2 separate regions of the Astyanax mexicanus genome follow, and region 1 is linked to region 2. A link is a contact called in public Hi-C data. All regions are on one chromosome and are shown on one strand. The core of a region is the stretch at or near the end of the contact, and the rest is flanking DNA. Distances in the headings are between cores, read along the strand shown. Region 1 overlaps epb41l4a (erythrocyte membrane protein band 4.1 like 4A). Region 2 holds the start of epb41l4a (erythrocyte membrane protein band 4.1 like 4A).

The links. A called contact is a pair of places that touch in the nucleus more often than the background predicts.
Region 1: a Hi-C map of muscle shows a contact between it and region 2, with 15 times the contacts expected there. The contact joins the enhancer-like site here to the promoter of epb41l4a in region 2. A contact is called at or near these places in 2 of 3 Hi-C or Micro-C datasets (both in muscle).

What each region holds. Positions count from the first base shown.
Region 1 is chr20:3,210,473-3,214,160 of AstMex3_surface, forward strand. It overlaps epb41l4a (erythrocyte membrane protein band 4.1 like 4A), which reads left to right. Exons shown (of 23, transcript XM_022680884.2): 16 at 2,438-2,485; 17 at 3,602-3,679. Among protein-coding and RNA genes, the nearest start is that of LOC103032978, 27 kb to the right of the region's middle. Within about 2 kb of position 2,334, the one cell type or tissue checked has an H3K27ac peak away from gene starts, as active enhancers do.
Region 2 is chr20:3,156,662-3,160,578 of AstMex3_surface, forward strand. It overlaps epb41l4a (erythrocyte membrane protein band 4.1 like 4A), which reads left to right and starts at 2,249. Exons shown (of 23, transcript XM_022680884.2): 1 at 2,249-2,841. The coding sequence starts at 2,743.

The DNA.
Region 1 (3,688 bases), core at 1,084-3,583, 54 kb after region 2:
AACCACCAAACTGAACTGCTTGAATTTTTGCACCAGGAGTGATTAGCATAAAGTTATCCAAAAGCAGTGTGTAAGACTGGTGGAGGAGGAGAACATGATGCCAAGATGCATGGAAAAAACTGTGATTAAAAACCACCAGGGGTTATTTCACCAAATATTGATTTCTGAACTCTTAAAACTTTATGAATATGAACTTGTTTTCTTTGCATTATTTGAGGTCTGAAAGCTCTGCGTCTTGTTTTGTTATTTCAGCCATTTCTCATTTTCTGCAAATAAATAAATGCTCTAAATGACAATATTTTTGTTCGTAGTTTATAGAAAGTTCAGAAAGTGTTCTCTTAATTTTTTTCCAGAGCTGTATATTTATTTATTTATTTATTTATTTATTAAAATGTGTTTATTATTAAGTTTTGATATACAGCAGCCTCCAGATGTTATAATTCCTTTTTTTAGATTTTATATAAAATATAAAAAAATATATATATAAAATTATATAATATAAAATGGAATTGGATATGATCAGCAGGCAGTATGCAGCAGTGGACCTGCAGTCTGCAGTGGGAATAGTGGGGATTGATGAATACATTTCTGTTGAATAGATTGGATGCAGCCGTTTCCACACCACATCTTTAGTATTCCACGTCAATGGTTTTATCAATATAATCTTTTTTTTCTATTACTTTGGTCTTGCCTGTGGCCGGCATGCCTGGATCATGAATGTGAATGCGCTGAAAGGCAGTGCGAATAATTTTATTCAGTGAAAGATTAGATTTCTCATATTTTCAATACAGGATTAAGCTGAATGCTGGAGAGAGCTACATGCATACATACATGTGGGAGAGTCCGGGGGTCTGTGGGGGTCTGGGGTTGGTGTTTGAGTATAAGAGAGAGTTATATTAGGTAATTCCTGTCTGTAGAAGTGAAGCGAGCAGTACACTGACTCCCTCTAGTGAGTAAAAACTGTAATAAAGCCTGTACTGAGCAGAAGCATGGCTGAGTTTATAGTGTTGTATTCAAGATCACTAAAACCAAGCCCAAATCAAGACTCAGACATTTAGTAGACAGGTTTTTGTATTGAGTACTGAGACCAAAAGTGGCCAAGAATAAATCAACTAATAATATGTTGAGTCCAACTCAAGACCAAGACCAAGACTTTTCAAACTCAAGTCACAAGACCAAGACGTTTAGTAGTTGAGTCCACGTCGATACTGAAACTGGGAGTGACAGAGACCAAGCTGAAACCAAATCAGGACATGTTGAATCCAAGTGAAGATCAAGTCTAAGTTTAAGACCAAGACATTTAGATCAAGATTTTAGTGTTTGAGTCCAAGTCAAGACCAAGACCAGGACTTGTCGAGTCCAAATGAAGACCAAGACTTTTAGTAGTCGAGTCCTAGTCAAGAGGAAGACTAGGACATGTTGAAGCCAAATGAACACCAAGACCTTTAGTAGTTGAGTCCAAGTCAAGACCAAGACCAGATCATGTCAAGTCTAAGTCTAAGACCAAGACCATGGCATGTTGAGTCTGAGTTTAGGCTACAAAGACTTTTAATAGTCGAGTCCAAGTCAATACTGACACTGGGAGTGGCCAAGATGGAGATAAGCCCAAGATCTGGACATTTTAAGTCCAAGTCAAGATGTAGACTTTTAGTAGTCAAGACTAAGACAATACTGAGACCAGGAGAGGTTGAGTCCTGTGGTCGATTCCAAGTCAAGACCCAGACTTTTGAATAGTTGCGTCCAAGTCAAGACCAGATCATGTCAAGTGTGAGTTTAAGACCAAGACTTTTATCAGTTGAGTCCAATTCAAGACCAAGACCAGATCTGAGTTTAAGACCTGAGTCCAAGTATTTGAGTCCAAGTCAAAACCAAGACTAGAACTTGTAACTTCATTGAGTCCAAATGAAGACGAAGACTTTTAGTATTCAAGTCAAAATCAAGACACAGACCAGATCATGTTAAGTCTGAGTTTAAGACCAAGAGCAGGACTTGTGGAGTCAAAATGAAGACCAAGACTTATGGTAGTCGAGTCCAAGTCAAAGTGCAGTTAAATTTGATTAAAATACAAAAATCTCTTGGACCGCTCTCTGCAGATGATCCTCAGATAAACCTCCTTTTTAATCATTTTTTAGAACATGTTCAGGCTGTTTTGTCCTTTGACTCTGGGTCTGGTTGAGGCAGGGTGTGCAGTAATGAGTTCTGTAGAGCTCTGAGATCTGAACTCCCTCGGGTTCAGCCGTGATGAAAGGAATCCTCTGAAATAAATAAATAGTGATAAACCATCAAAGCGTCTGGGGAGGCGTTTTCTTCACGGTCTGAGAGCAGGAAGGCGCTGGTGGGGAACAGGCGGTGTGTGGAGACTGCAGACCGTAAGGGAGATCAGCGTTTCTGTAGAGTCTGATTAAACCAATCCCTGCTTCCCTTTCTGTTTCCTCAGGAGAGACCCGAGCACAGAGGACCCGGCCAGTAAACAGCATCGGAGACGGTAGGAGACGATACGTCACTCTTATGTACAGGAAATATACACTGTCAAAAGAAAACACTGTATACCAAAAAGCAGCTGTTTAGAAAAATGTAAAAAAGCCTCTTAATGTCCAGTTTAAGTATATATAAACAGACGTTTAGTCTTTTTGCTGTCTGTTTATCATGAGATTTTGAGAAAAGTGAGAAAAGTCTCCTGAATTTAATTTACAATATATAGTAAACAGTTTTGTAAAAAATATATATATATATATAAATAAATAAAAAAATACAAATTGAGTTTTTCTTTGGACAGAAACGTGAGTTATGCAACAGATGTGTATTTGAACTTGAGTAAATAAGTGTTTTTACAGCTATTATTGAAACATAATTATTTTTATATTTATATAAATTGTTAGTCATGTGATTAACTGCATATATACTATATATTTCGGATTTGTAAATTAGCTAAATAATATAGTATAATTAAGTATTAGAATTGCCTAAATTATTTAAAATATACTTTTAAAAAATTATAAAAAATATATACTGTATGTATTTTTTTTATATAAAAAGTGTTATTTAATCACTTAAATTAAATAAAGATTTAATCAACTTAACCAGGCAGCACTGTGGACTTGCAAGCAAAAAAAGTGCCTGTCCGTTATACTGATATTGAACCACATACATTATCAATCAAAAGTTTGGACACATCTTAAAATGTTCTACATTGTAGATTAATACTGAACACATCTAACTATTGAAAAAAATATATGAAATTATTTAATAAAGTAGCTCCTCTTGCTTAGATTAGACAGTTTTGCACATCTCTGCTGTATTTTCTCAGTCAGTTTTATGAGGTAGAGTCACCTGGAATTCAGGCTTTCAGTTAACAGCTGTGCTGAACTCATCAAGAGTTAATTACTTGAATTTCTTGTCTCTTAATGTTGATGTTTGAGAGCATCAGTTAAAGTAAAGTAGTGAAGAGGTAGAGTTACAGGTATACAGTGAATAGTGAATATTTGAGTAATGTTCGAATCCAGATTATGGCGATTTTCTCTCTCTCTGTTTCCTGTTGTATCTCATTACTATTCTCGTTTTCTCCTCTTTTCAACTTTAACCCTTTCCTGTTGCCCCTCAGGTCACGTTCCCGGGGCAACACCAGCAGTGGCAGCGAGTCGGAGAATTCCAACAGGGAGCATCGTAAAAAACGCAACCGGTGAGGAAT
Region 2 (3,917 bases), core at 999-3,498:
ATTTCAGCGCAGCTCCGCTCTCACTCCGCTCTCTTACGCCATGATGAGAATCGTCACTCCGCTCGTGCGCATGCGCAGCGCACACGCCAGCACACCGCCATCTAGCGGCGAGCACGCGCTCAAACATCAAAACATTATGACCACCTCCTGTGTTTTTACAAACATTGTACTTTGCTTTAATTAAGAGGGATTAAGAGGGAATGACAGTACCGTTGTAAACAGAACAGTACCTGTATAAATATGAGTGCAAATATACAGGTATAAAAGCTTAAGGCTGGTTAAGTAAGTTAAATGAGGTCTTTTTTTATTATTATTATTATTATTAGTAGTATTATTATTATTATTAATAATAATAATAATAATAATAATAATAATAATAATAATAATAATAATAAACAACAAAAACAACATTATTATTGTTATTATTATTATTATTATTATTATTATTATTATTACGGAACTACTCTGCTGGATTTTCTCAGTCACCTTTATGAGGTAGAATCACCTGGAATTCAGGCATTCAGTTAACAGCTGCATTGTCACAGTGTGTTTGTGAAGAGGTAGAGTTGGAGTGAAGCTGAGGTAGAGTTGGTATACAGTGAATAGTCCTATTTGAGTAATGTTTTAATACACAATATGGCAAGAACTGCTCAACTAAGTAAAAAAAAACTTTGAAAGAATGTTTAGGTTCAGTCAAAAAGACCATAAAAAAGATGAATGATGAAACTGTATAGAAAGAGTAAGAGTTTTCTCTGTTGCAGAGGATAAGTTCATCAGAGTTACCAGTTACCAGACTCAGAAATCTCAAGTTAAAAGCTCCCCAGAGCACCTAAATTCTTCACATTTTGGTATTTTAGTTTGTTTAACACATTTGTACTACAGTTTACTGCATGATTCCTTATGTGTTCCTTCGTAGTCTGGATCACTTCGATTTAACTCATTCTAAGTGTGTTTTGAGTGAGACCATAAAGGAATACATTGAGACCACAAAATAATTATGACATTTTATTCTAATTTATGATAATAAACTGCTCAAAATAATCTCACACTAAATCAAAAAGTCAGACAGGAATGTCCCTCCCCTCCCTCCCTAAAATTACTAAAATGACTGTAATTACCCTCCTGCTTTTTCTCTCTGTCCCGCTCCGCGTGCTCTCCGGCAGAGGGCAGTGCGCTGCCGCTGCTCGCGCGCTCTCTGTCTCAGTGGAAGGTAAAGTGGATGTGGGCGGAGTCTGAGAACAATCGCGGTGAGGAGACGCGCCGCTCCTGAGCTTTTTTATTCCCCACCTGTTTTCTGAACCCCGCCTCCTGCGCTGCGATTGGTTAACAGTTTACTTTGTTAATTACATTCATATACACATTCATTTACATGTTTTCATTTAAGAGGACCAATTGTACCATTTGCATTAATAAATATAATATTTTCAGTAATATATGAGAATATTAAGAAAATTTATGAAGATAATTTATGCGTATTTTAAGTTTCCAAGCTGTTGCCTTCATCTAAACAAAAATATCCTGGCAGAATATTTATATACGTTACTATGTAAATTATTTTTATCATGATATTTCTGAGATGGTTACATTAAAATCATGAAAAAAATATTATTAAAGAAAGAAAGAAAAAAAGAAAGAACTATTAATTAATGGCAGTGTGGGGGCGGGGCTTGGTCGGAAAACAGGTAGGTAAATAATAATAAAAAAGAAAGAAAAAAGGAAAGAAAGAAAGAAAGAAAGAAAGAAAGAAAGAAAGAAAGAAATATTAACCAATGGCAGTGTGGGGGCGGGGCTTGGTCAGAAAATAATGACCACTGGGGTAAATAATAAAAATAAAAAGAAAAGGAAAATAAATAAAGAAAGAATGAAAGAAAGAAAGGAAGAAAGAAAGAAAGAAAGAAAGAAAGAAAGAAAGAAAGAAAGAAAGAGAGAAAGAAAGAATGGAAGAAAATAAAGAAACGAAGACAGAAAAAGAAAGAAAAGAATGAAGGAAGAAAGAAAGAAAGAAAGAAAGAAAGAAAGAAAGAAAGAAAGAAAGAAAGAAAGAAAGAAAGAAAGAAAGAAAAGAAAGAAAGAATGAAAGAACTATTAGCCAATGGAACTGTGGGGTAGGGACAGGTAGGTAAATAATAGTAATAAGAAAGAAAGAAAGAAAGAAAGAAAGAAAGAAAGAAAGAAAGAAAGAAAGAAAGAACTATTAACCAATGGCAGCGTGGGGGCGGGGCTTGGACCGATAACGGGTGGGGTAAATAATAGCTGCTTGGCAACGGAGCGCCGGAGTCCTGCATTCACCGCGTCTGCGCTTCTGAACAGTTCAGCAGCTTCTGCTCCAAAAACAGCGCGATTTATTACAAAACCAGAGAAGAAGAAGCGATTAAACTGTACTAACTGGAGTTACCTGTGCAGGTTTAGCGGGAAACACCTGCAGACCGGACTCTCACTCATGACCCCCCCCTCTTATCTCCAGCAGCAGCAGCGCGCGGATGGAAGTGTGTTACTCGCTGATCCCCACAAAGGAGCAGGGCTAGCCGGGTTGCCAGATTGCACCGTTGTCAGACGGAGGAGCGCATAAACCACCCGAATTAAACTGGAGGAAAAAGGTGGAGGAAGCTGAAGTGCAGAAAGTGAAGGAGCGGGTGAGGTGGCCGGGCTGATCATGGTGCTGGTCATGGTGCTGGGGTAGAGCTGGACAGGCTGGCTGGAATCTGAGTGGCAGTTTTTTAGAGGAGGGATTTTGGTGGCACCATGAGCTGCTTCTGCTCGGTCCAGGAGGAGTTCTACTGCGAGGTTCTGCTGCTGGACGAGACCAAGCTCACCCTCACCTCTCAGCAGCAGGGCATTAAGGTCAGTAATGCTCACTTTCTGAATCAATTCCATCTCTCCTTCTGTCTCTTCTCTTCTTTGTATGGTTGCCATTCAACCAGACAGGCAGAATCCCCCCAGTTATCCCCTTATTCCAGAGCCAGGCTCTCACTCACAAGTATTCCTGTGCCACTGCCACACCTATCAGACAACACAATGGTAACACTTAGAGCTGGGCAATAAATCAATATCAATAGATATTGTGTATTATAAAATGTTTAATAACGATGATACAAGTTTTTAATACATTTACAATAATTCAATATTAGAGTTGGGCAATATGACAATATTTTACATATCATGATTTTGTTATTTGACTCACAATACACTGTTTTTCTATACTCTGAACATGTTATAGATAACGTCAGTGCTGCTTTTTAACTGGACATCATCTGTAATCATAGTGTCGACGACACTCCTTTTATCCTTTTATCTTCGTGATGGCTCTACTCAACTTTACAGAACAAGAAGAAAAAACATTGAAAGCTTCTAATTAATGGAAATCTTTGTAAAATGATTTTATTCTATACTAAGTTATGTTATGACGATATTTGTTGGTCCATTTATCATGAAATTCTGATACAATTTAAAGAACACCATACATATAAATATTAAAAAAGTAAAAAAATGAAGATACAAGTTCTTTTTTGCCAAACAGCAGTTGTATATATGTTTTATATTTTAAAAAACTGGTTTAAAAACCTTTCAAGAACTACTGATGCATTATGTCTTGATGGTCTGGATGTCAAAATATGGTGATAAATATCAGGTATTGGGTAAATGTCTTTAAATATCATTATATACAATATATAAATAATATTTTGGCCATATTGCCCACTCCTTCAGTAAACATTATTTTATATTATATATTTAATTTTTTTTTAGAAGTTTGTAGGTACAGACATTATATCATAATAACATAATGTCTAAATGTTATATCATCATAATTATATCATACTACAGCATATTGTGATAGAAATTTTGCTCATTTCGTCCAGCCCAGCACCTGCCTAGAGAAAGACAGGAATCATTAATCATCAAGCAGCATCACTGTTTGC